3 separate regions of the Zea mays genome follow, and regions 1 and 2 are each linked to region 3. A link is a contact called in public Hi-C data. All regions are on one chromosome and are shown on one strand. The core of a region is the stretch at or near the end of the contact, and the rest is flanking DNA. Distances in the headings are between cores, read along the strand shown. Region 1 holds the start of LOC103638924 (probable serine/threonine-protein kinase cdc7). Region 2 holds the start of LOC100192540. Region 3 holds the start of LOC100216902 (palmitoyl-protein thioesterase 1).

Region 1 (2,700 bases), core at 78-2,577, 250 kb after region 3:
TCTAGCAATGAACAAACTCACAACAGCATGTCGATGGATCTAGAGGCTAAGGATGCAGAAAGTAATTTGAACCAAACTTCAAGTTATGAAATGTCAAAAGTGCAATCTACTCAGCCGGAAGCATTGACTGTAAGTCGAACCAAAAAGGTCATTGCCAATTTTCTACAGGATCCACTGTTCCAGAATGATACAAAGGTGGACTTCAGAGATGCCGTACGCACGAAAACATTCTTAAATGTATTATTTGTCCCATTGTAGCTTCAGCTATGACTTTTGCTGCTCAAGTAGAATGAACGATTCTCTCTTTACTCATTTTACAGCCTGGAAATTTGCATGGAATGGATAGTGTACTTCAGTTGGTGAGTTCAGTCACACTTATAATGTTTGCTTGGCAATTCCATTCATTATTCTTGTGTTAGACGTGTTTTACTCATTCATCCCAAGTTTAGCATAAAATGTTCTGCCTCAATTCCTTTAGCTACTAAAAGTTCTCACTACATGTAGGGAGACAGTAGAGAACTACTTGGTGATTGGTTATTCTTTTTGGTCATATTGTATTTCTGTGAAGAATAGCTCACAATTGATTGTCTTCCTACCAAAATGCAAGCCTACTAACCGGTTCTGCATTTCTTGCACTTCCAGGTACTGAAGCACCAAAAGGTTATTGAGGAACTGCAGGAGGAAAACGAAAATCTGCGTCAGATTCTGATAGAGGAACTTAAGATTTCACCAACCAAATTACAAATAGGTCATAAAAATGGAGTGAAGGCCTACTATCCATGCTCGGACTGCTTTGAATGTCGCCGCAGAAGTCGGAGAACAACCAGATAGCAGTGGGCATTGCCGTTCTTTGGTTGAGCAAAATTTTGGTCGTTTGTTCAGTAGCTTACAGCTGTTGATTTTATTAGAACGATATCCTCTTTGAGAACCTGCAGATGAGCTCTGATTGTTCAGTACAACTGTCATTACTGGTTTTCATTAGCTGTGTGGAGGCAGGGGAGCACTGGCTGGAGCGTTTGCACCCCCCCCCCCCCCCCCCCCCCAAAAAAAAAAATGCATAACTCATTGTTCTTAAGTCTGAATCTACGAAGGACACGGTGCTCTTGTCGCCCTTCGATCCAGATCTACTTATGCACGATTGTACTAATCTTGTAACTGGAGTCATGTGTTACGCAGTGCTGTACCGTATGGTGTATGTATGCTACTCTGTGCAATACCGACGCACAGATTTGAAATAGCAAGGTAGCCATTCAGAGCCGTGTGTGGGCCCCATGTGTAAAACACCCCGATATCGTTCCGCTGCTGCAGTGGTGTGTACACTTGCCGTGTGGGACGTTGCAATTACGAGCCCGAGATGGAAAGCTCGGGCGGGAAACGGGCGCGTCTTCACACCGCGCAGGCATCCGCCGCTCCAAAAAACTTCACTCGCGAACAAATTTTCCCGCCTCCCATTGCCCTCCGATCCACAAAACTCAATAACTCTAAGGACCAAATCGCAAAAGCATATTCCCCTCTTGTGGAACAGAAGAAGCAAGCGAGAGAAGAACACAGCTCCAGGCCAAAACCTCGCCGCCTCGCCGGCCTCCGCCTCAATTCCATGCCTCGCCAATCAGATCCACGCTCCTCGCCCTCTACTATGGACTCCGGCGGGGGGTCCTCAGCGGACATGGAGCTGGCCTGGCACCTTCTCACCGTGCTCATCCGCCTCGGCCGTCCCGCCGCCGCCTCGGAACTCACCGCCGCCGCTACCGTCGCAGCGCCCTCCATCTCGACGCGCGTCGTCAAGCAGATGTGTTGCTTACCTAGGTCACCACTATGGATCTCTGACGACGGCGTCGTGACGCCCTCCGAGACGGCTATCCTGGCGTTTCTGAGGTTCATGGGGTGGGATATCCCGGGGCCTAAGGTGAGCCTGTGGCCTTCGGAGGTGAGGCGGTGGTCGGGAAAGGTGTCCATTAGGTATGAGCGTAAGCGGCAAGGGTCGGATGCAAGGTGCTTCAGCGCGAAGAGGCGCCGACTACTGGCATCGGCCGCAGGTAGTTTAATTTCTTAGAAATGAGATTCACTCTTTCGTGCTGTATGTATGATAGTTCTCGAGGGCTATCCGTTTCTCTGAGCTCATTTCGGGAGCATTTCTGCAGATTTGGTGGAACAAACGGAGCACCAGTCGTGGCAGCTGGTTGCGCAGACCTGTACTACGGCTGCTACTGGAGAGGTATGATGTCTCTTCCCAGTTGTATGCCTGTTCTTTCATGTTCTAAATCAAATATCTCGAATATCCAAATTGCCAACAAATTTTCAATCTAGTCTTATCTGCTTTCATTTGCTTGTAGTTAGTTTGATTGGGCATTTGAAATCATTTCATTTTTGTTTCCCTTTATAGGCCATCTGCGCAAAATAATAGTTCCATAGTGCTTACTGGTTTTTATTAGTAGGCCTGTCACAATTTCGGAGTGGTGTGGTACATCAGTAGAGTAAATGACATGGGAGATAGCTTGAAGTGAATTTTGGGCCTCTCAATCTTCAAGGCATCATTTTCTTTCTTGTTTTTGGTTGACACTAGTTGAGTTGAAATTCATAGTTGTAATGCTCAAATACTAATTGGGACACACATTTTAACAAGGATAATGATGATAAAATTTTTCTGCAGTGTTTTCACATCCATATAAGTTTGTTGTTCACATCTAACATGTTTTGTCA
Region 2 (2,700 bases), core at 53-2,552, 160 kb after region 3:
TTTAACTTAGCCTAGAGAAACCAAACAGACCGTTAGTGTTCTATGTAGTCATGTTAGAGTATGTGGGTACGGGATTGGGAGCGATGTTAAAAAATAGGAAAGACCATTTTTTATAGTAACAAAATTGTTTCAAAATTCATATAACTGTATTCAGCAAAAAAAAATAACCCACAGCCGCAAGCCTGCAACTGCAACTGAAAAGCAAAGATTACACCAGAATAGTGCAGCAATGGATACATGTTTCTCTGTATGACGATTGACCCACGTCATATACACCACAAACAACTGTTTGCGATTCCAAAACAACATCACCGGTCTGAAGCGAAGAATGAAACAGGACGGGATGAGTACCTTGCCGCGTGCTCTGGGAAGTGCTTGCCGGGCTGTCGCTGCCGGAGCACGTGGAGGTCGCCGCCGGGGCAGAACTCCATGACAAGGCAGGCGAACCGGTCGGTCTCAAAGTGCGCGTACAGAGTGGGCAAGAACGGGTGGTCCAGCAGCTGGAGGATCTCCCGCTCCGTCTGCGCGCGACTCAGCTTCCGCCGGCTCTCCAGCGACGCCTTGTCCATCACCTTCATCGCGAACCAGCAGGGCCTTGCCACGTCGCCATTTCCGGGGCCTCCCCCGCTGAGCTCCGACAGGTACACCGTCCCGATGTCGCCGCACCCGAGCCTCCGCAGCAGCCGGAAGCTGCCCATCGCGAGGGGTCCCTCGCGCGCGCGCGCCGCGAGGATGGCCTTCCACCTGGGGTCGCCGCCCTTGTGCGGCTTCCCCGCGCTGCCGCCGCAGCCGCTGCTGGTGCCGTTGCTCCAGCCGCTGCCGTCGCTGGCCGCGCTGCTGCTGACGCTGGTCTTGGCGCTGCGGCTGGTGACGGTGCAGCTCGGCGCGATGCTGGTGACCGTGGCCGTGGCGCCGGAGCTGTCGATGCTGCTGTCTGGGCTCGCCGCGCCGCTCGGCGGCCTGGACGCGTCCCACGAGATGACTGGCTTCGGGACCGGCTTCTCCCGGCCGTCGACAGCGACAAAGACGGTGTCCGTCTCGTCCACTGGCTCCGGCGGGTGGCTCGCCCCGGAGAAGGAGCTCCTCGGCGGCGCGTATCCGTCCGCCTCGTCGTCCCTGGACGCAATGCTAATCCTGACCTTGTCGAACTCGAACTCAAGAACCTTCTCCGTCACCTTACCGTCTCCGTTCCTTGCCCCGCCGCCGCCGACGGGAACGCCGCCCATCTGGAGCTCGAACGCCTCCGGGATGAACCGAAACTGGAAGTCCTGGTACTCAGTATCGGATCCCGGATCCAGGGGCGCCTCCAGCACCTGGGTGCGGAAGTGCGTGTGCGTTCTCGTTTGATGTTTGGCGTGCTGTGAGCGCGACGGCTGCATTGAGAGTGTGTGGATGTAACCGACAAAAGAGGTTGGGGAAGTGACAGGAGGTGCAGTGGTGGAGAGGGAAAGGACAGGACAGGACAGCTCGTAGCAGAGGAGAGAAAGAACGCGTGTTCTCCGGGCTGGTGGCCGTCTGGGTCCGGGCCGAGGAGGAAGACACAGCGGCAGCAGAGGCAGCCGGGCAGAGGCGCAGAGGAGAGCAATAGAGCAGTACTGTACTAGCGTTGTCTTTTGCTTTGCTAGGCGTATTCGCTGCTAAGATTAACGTTATTTACCGTTATACTAGTAGCGAGCTTGGCTTGGGTTTGGTGGATCTCGCTTTTCCCAACCTATGATCATCTCCAACAAATTGATTCAAAATAGTGTCTCAAAATTTAAAATGTTTAGGACATTAAAAATAAATTGCGCTCTAACAGTTAAATCCTAAATCATGTATTTTAGTGTGTAAATGTAGTATTAGAAAAGAAAATGTTAAGAATGATATAGAGAAACAAGTATAAGGCAATGTTTGAGGTATAGTATATTTGTGTCATTTCATGGTGTGTTCTATATTTTTCCGGTGAAAATTTGTAAAATAAAATATTGTTGAAGTTGTTTTTTTATGAGTTGAGCTATATATTTTAAAATAGGACACTGATTTAAGGTATTATTGGAGATGATCTAAATAAATCACGATTATTTCTATGATTAGATTATGATCAAATGAACCAAGAGATACTTACACATAAGACCTGATGTATATTAGTGGTTGTCGTCACTTTCTCCGCCTCTTTATCGAAAGAAGCGAGGGAGCAATGAAGCATGGCTGGCCCTGATCTGATCCCAGATAGGTCTTTTTTTTGTGTGTGTGCTGGAAACTGAGGAAGACGACCTCGGTCAAACCGGCGGCTGCGTTCTCGTCCTTTCAGGCGTCGATTTCACGTTCAGGAGCAGTGGAGCGTCAGTGTTAGGGTACAAGGATTCGCTGTTGCTTTATATGGATCAACGCTCGACGGTGCAGGTGCTTTAGCAAGATGGTCACTTCATCCATCGTCCACTTTGACAAATCATTGCTTTTTACGTTTTTCTAGTTTTGTTTCTAGTACTAGATCGCAGAGCTTTCTTTGAAATTTACTGTTTACTGACAGTGGTACCAGTTATTCTTGCTCCCTCTCCCGGTCTCCCCGCGTCGCTCCCTCTCGGGCGGCTTAGGTGTATCCCGGCTATACATGTTAAAATGGGCCGGCCCGCTTGACCCGGCACGAGCACGGACTGGACCGGCCTGACTAGAAGCATGCCCGGGCTGGCTCGGTCCAATAGCCGTGCCGGATTTGGGCTG
Region 3 (2,700 bases), core at 176-2,675:
GCACCTAACTAGTGATAGCAAATAATAGTTAGTTCTTTTTTATCTATACATGGAAACTCATATATACCTAAATTTTGAACATATACTTATTAGCATATATGAAAAAAGGGATCGATCTGAAACGATGATATCCATTTGGCTAGATAGTAGAAAACGTGAATAACCAAAAGTACGATTTCGCTAAACTCCTACCTGGTTTTCAGAAACCAATTCCCATACCTCTTGTTTTGTGTCACATCCTTCTTTTTTGGTTCTTCCTTCTAAAATGAGAGAAAAGTGATTTGATGTGATGTAATGGATCTCCACAAACGCTCGTTTTAGACTATAAATCTATAAACCTGACCAAGCTAAGTAAAAACCTAAAACTTAATTTCTCTAAAAAAAACACGACAAAATATCTTTTGTGGAAACTTAGATATTTTTATTTTCTTTGTAGTGGAGTGAACGATGTCTGATTCTGGTAGCTTCTGTATCGAATACCTTTGCCGTAACATGTTTTCCCCCAACATAAAGCTTTGTTTCTTTCAATATATAAAAGTTGGACCAAGAGACTCTTGGTCAAAAAATAAATAAATAATAAAAATCGGCGAGCCAAATGCACAAGATTCTAAAACGCATATCGCAGGCCCCTCTTTGTATCCTAAAAAAATCAAAACACCGAATTTAGACGGAATAATTGGTATTTTAGCACTCACAGATTGTTGTCTCCTTGCTATTATATCATCTGTGACTATAATTTGCGGGTCCATCTGTGTACTAATTTATGGTGTGGTGGTAAATTTTTGAAGCCCGCTGATAATAATGACAAAATAGCAAATCTCTCAATTTAAACAGAGAAGCCATTACATGCAGTAACCCTTGGAGCCTGACCACTCCCCAAGCATCTTGGTGAAGGATGACAGCCCATCGTTCCCGCACTCGTCGCCAATCCCTGCACGCACCCCGGGTACAGCCAACCATAAGGAATGAACCTGATCTAAGACCAAGAGAAGCAGAATGGAAACGAGGCACGCGAAACCCCAACCGTGTAGGACGACGAAAGGTACACCGGAGGCCACCGGGGCGAGCACGGGCAGGAGTATGAGAAGAAAGGCGACGGCGCGAGGTGGGTCCATCGGCGTCCGCGGCAGGGAGGGGGCTAGGGCTTCGCCTTCGCGTCCCGCACCCACCGCCTCTCTCGACGTCCGGCGGAGTGGAAAAGGGATTTGGATCGTGACTCGTGAGCTCTGAATCGATGACAAAAATCGAGAAGAGCAGAGCGCGAGAATCAGAAGGCGTCAGACATCGAGCGAGAGCGAGATTGGCTACCGTTGTCTGGCGGAGCCCGCACGTCAGAGATACTACTGGAGGGTTGGTGTGCTGGGCCCGAGGCCCTGAGCTGAGTCACTGCCTCACTCCATTGATCTGGTTGTTGGCGCGTTTCGCGTTGATGAGTGACGCCGACTGAGCGAGAGCGAGCAAACTTTTGCGAAGTGCAATGACCTAACAAAGCCTGGCACGCGGGGGCCATACGTTAGAGCCTGAAACGCGGGACCCACGTTCCGTGCCTTCCATAGTTCCATTTTAGATCAACACATCCTTCTCGATCAAATAAAACAAGAAATAGATCAACACATCAACCACATTGCTTGCAAGAGAAGATCGCGCTTTGCTTATTCTTCAAGTTTGTAGTGGATTTTAATCATATTCAAACTTCATTATACAAACAGTTAAAACAGTGTTTTGAGTGACTATATGGCGAGCGGCCCAAAAGGAAAATTGTTGTCTATGCAATTTAGTAACTATCTCCCTCACTTTAATTGATGAATTTGAAAAAACTAGCTGCTCAGATAAAATTGGTTCTTCTAAAAAATAGCAGAGGTGTAACAACCTAAAATCCTATATTTTGAAATACTCTCTAAAGAATAATATAAAAGGTTGCCTAAATAACGGTTTCATGGTTAATTATGAATAGTGATAAACATTTAACTTTGAATAAAGTTATTATTTGATAAATAAAATGAATAGGGGCCCTTAAATGTGTGACTTATTCTTTATTAAGTTTATATGTTTTGAGGCATTTACTTAGAGAAATAAAATAATGATAAATAAATAAAATATAATTTTGTACTATGCTAGAATTTTGATTGTGCATTTAATTTGGAGTTTAAAACTCTACTTGAATATAGATTTTAATGGAGTATATATATATATATGTGTAAAAGAAAATAGAATTAGAAAACTAAAAAAAGAAAGAAAAAAAAGAGCCGGCGGTAGCCTGGATCAGCCCAGACGTGCTATCCCGGCCGGCAACAGTTGAGAAAATTGTCGCATGTTCACATCTAGGGGTGGTAATGGATCGTGATCCAAATGTCTCTTCACAATTGATTAAGACCTTAAATTATTTCTAATTCAAAAATGAATAGAAACAAAGCCCGATCCTAATCTGATTTGATCCTTAAGTTTTATAGTGTAAAATTTGAGGCCCATTGTCACCTCTATTCACAGCCATGGACGGGTAGGCTTCGATGATCATATCCATCGTCCCGTGTAACAGACTACTTAGCCTACATGTATGGTGCACCCTCGTTACTGCGCTACCGAGGGGAGATATGATACGTGTTATTGTCATGGCGGCTTCAGCACTCAACAGCCGTATGTATGTAACAGGGATCCAATCCTCAATTTCTCGCTGGAAATTCCTCCATTAGGGCTTGTTCG

The links. A called contact is a pair of places that touch in the nucleus more often than the background predicts.
Region 1: a Hi-C map of ear shows a contact between it and region 3, with 2.2 times the contacts expected there. The contact joins the promoter of LOC103638924 here to the promoter of LOC100216902 in region 3. A contact is called at or near these places in 2 of 25 Hi-C or Micro-C datasets (bundle sheath and ear).
Region 2: a contact with region 3 is called in a Hi-C map of endosperm, with 4 times the contacts expected there. The contact joins the promoter of LOC100192540 here to the promoter of LOC100216902 in region 3. A contact is called at or near these places in 5 of 25 Hi-C or Micro-C datasets (bundle sheath, ear, endosperm and 1 more).

Annotation. Positions count from the first base shown.
Region 1 is chr9:120,270,404-120,273,103 of Zm-B73-REFERENCE-NAM-5.0, forward strand. It overlaps LOC103638924 (probable serine/threonine-protein kinase cdc7), which reads left to right and starts at 1,328. Exons shown (of 15, transcript XM_008661715.4): 1 at 1,328-2,036; 2 at 2,142-2,215. The coding sequence starts at 1,355.
Region 2 is chr9:120,180,256-120,182,955 of Zm-B73-REFERENCE-NAM-5.0, forward strand. It overlaps LOC100192540, which reads right to left and starts at 1,303. Exons shown (of 2, transcript NM_001137759.1): 1 at 352-1,303. The coding sequence starts at 1,226.
Region 3 is chr9:120,022,712-120,025,411 of Zm-B73-REFERENCE-NAM-5.0, forward strand. LOC100216902 (palmitoyl-protein thioesterase 1) reads right to left here and starts at 1,426. Exons shown (of 13, transcript NM_001143289.1): 1 at 1,309-1,426; 2 at 1,025-1,226; 3 at 847-931. The coding sequence starts at 1,115.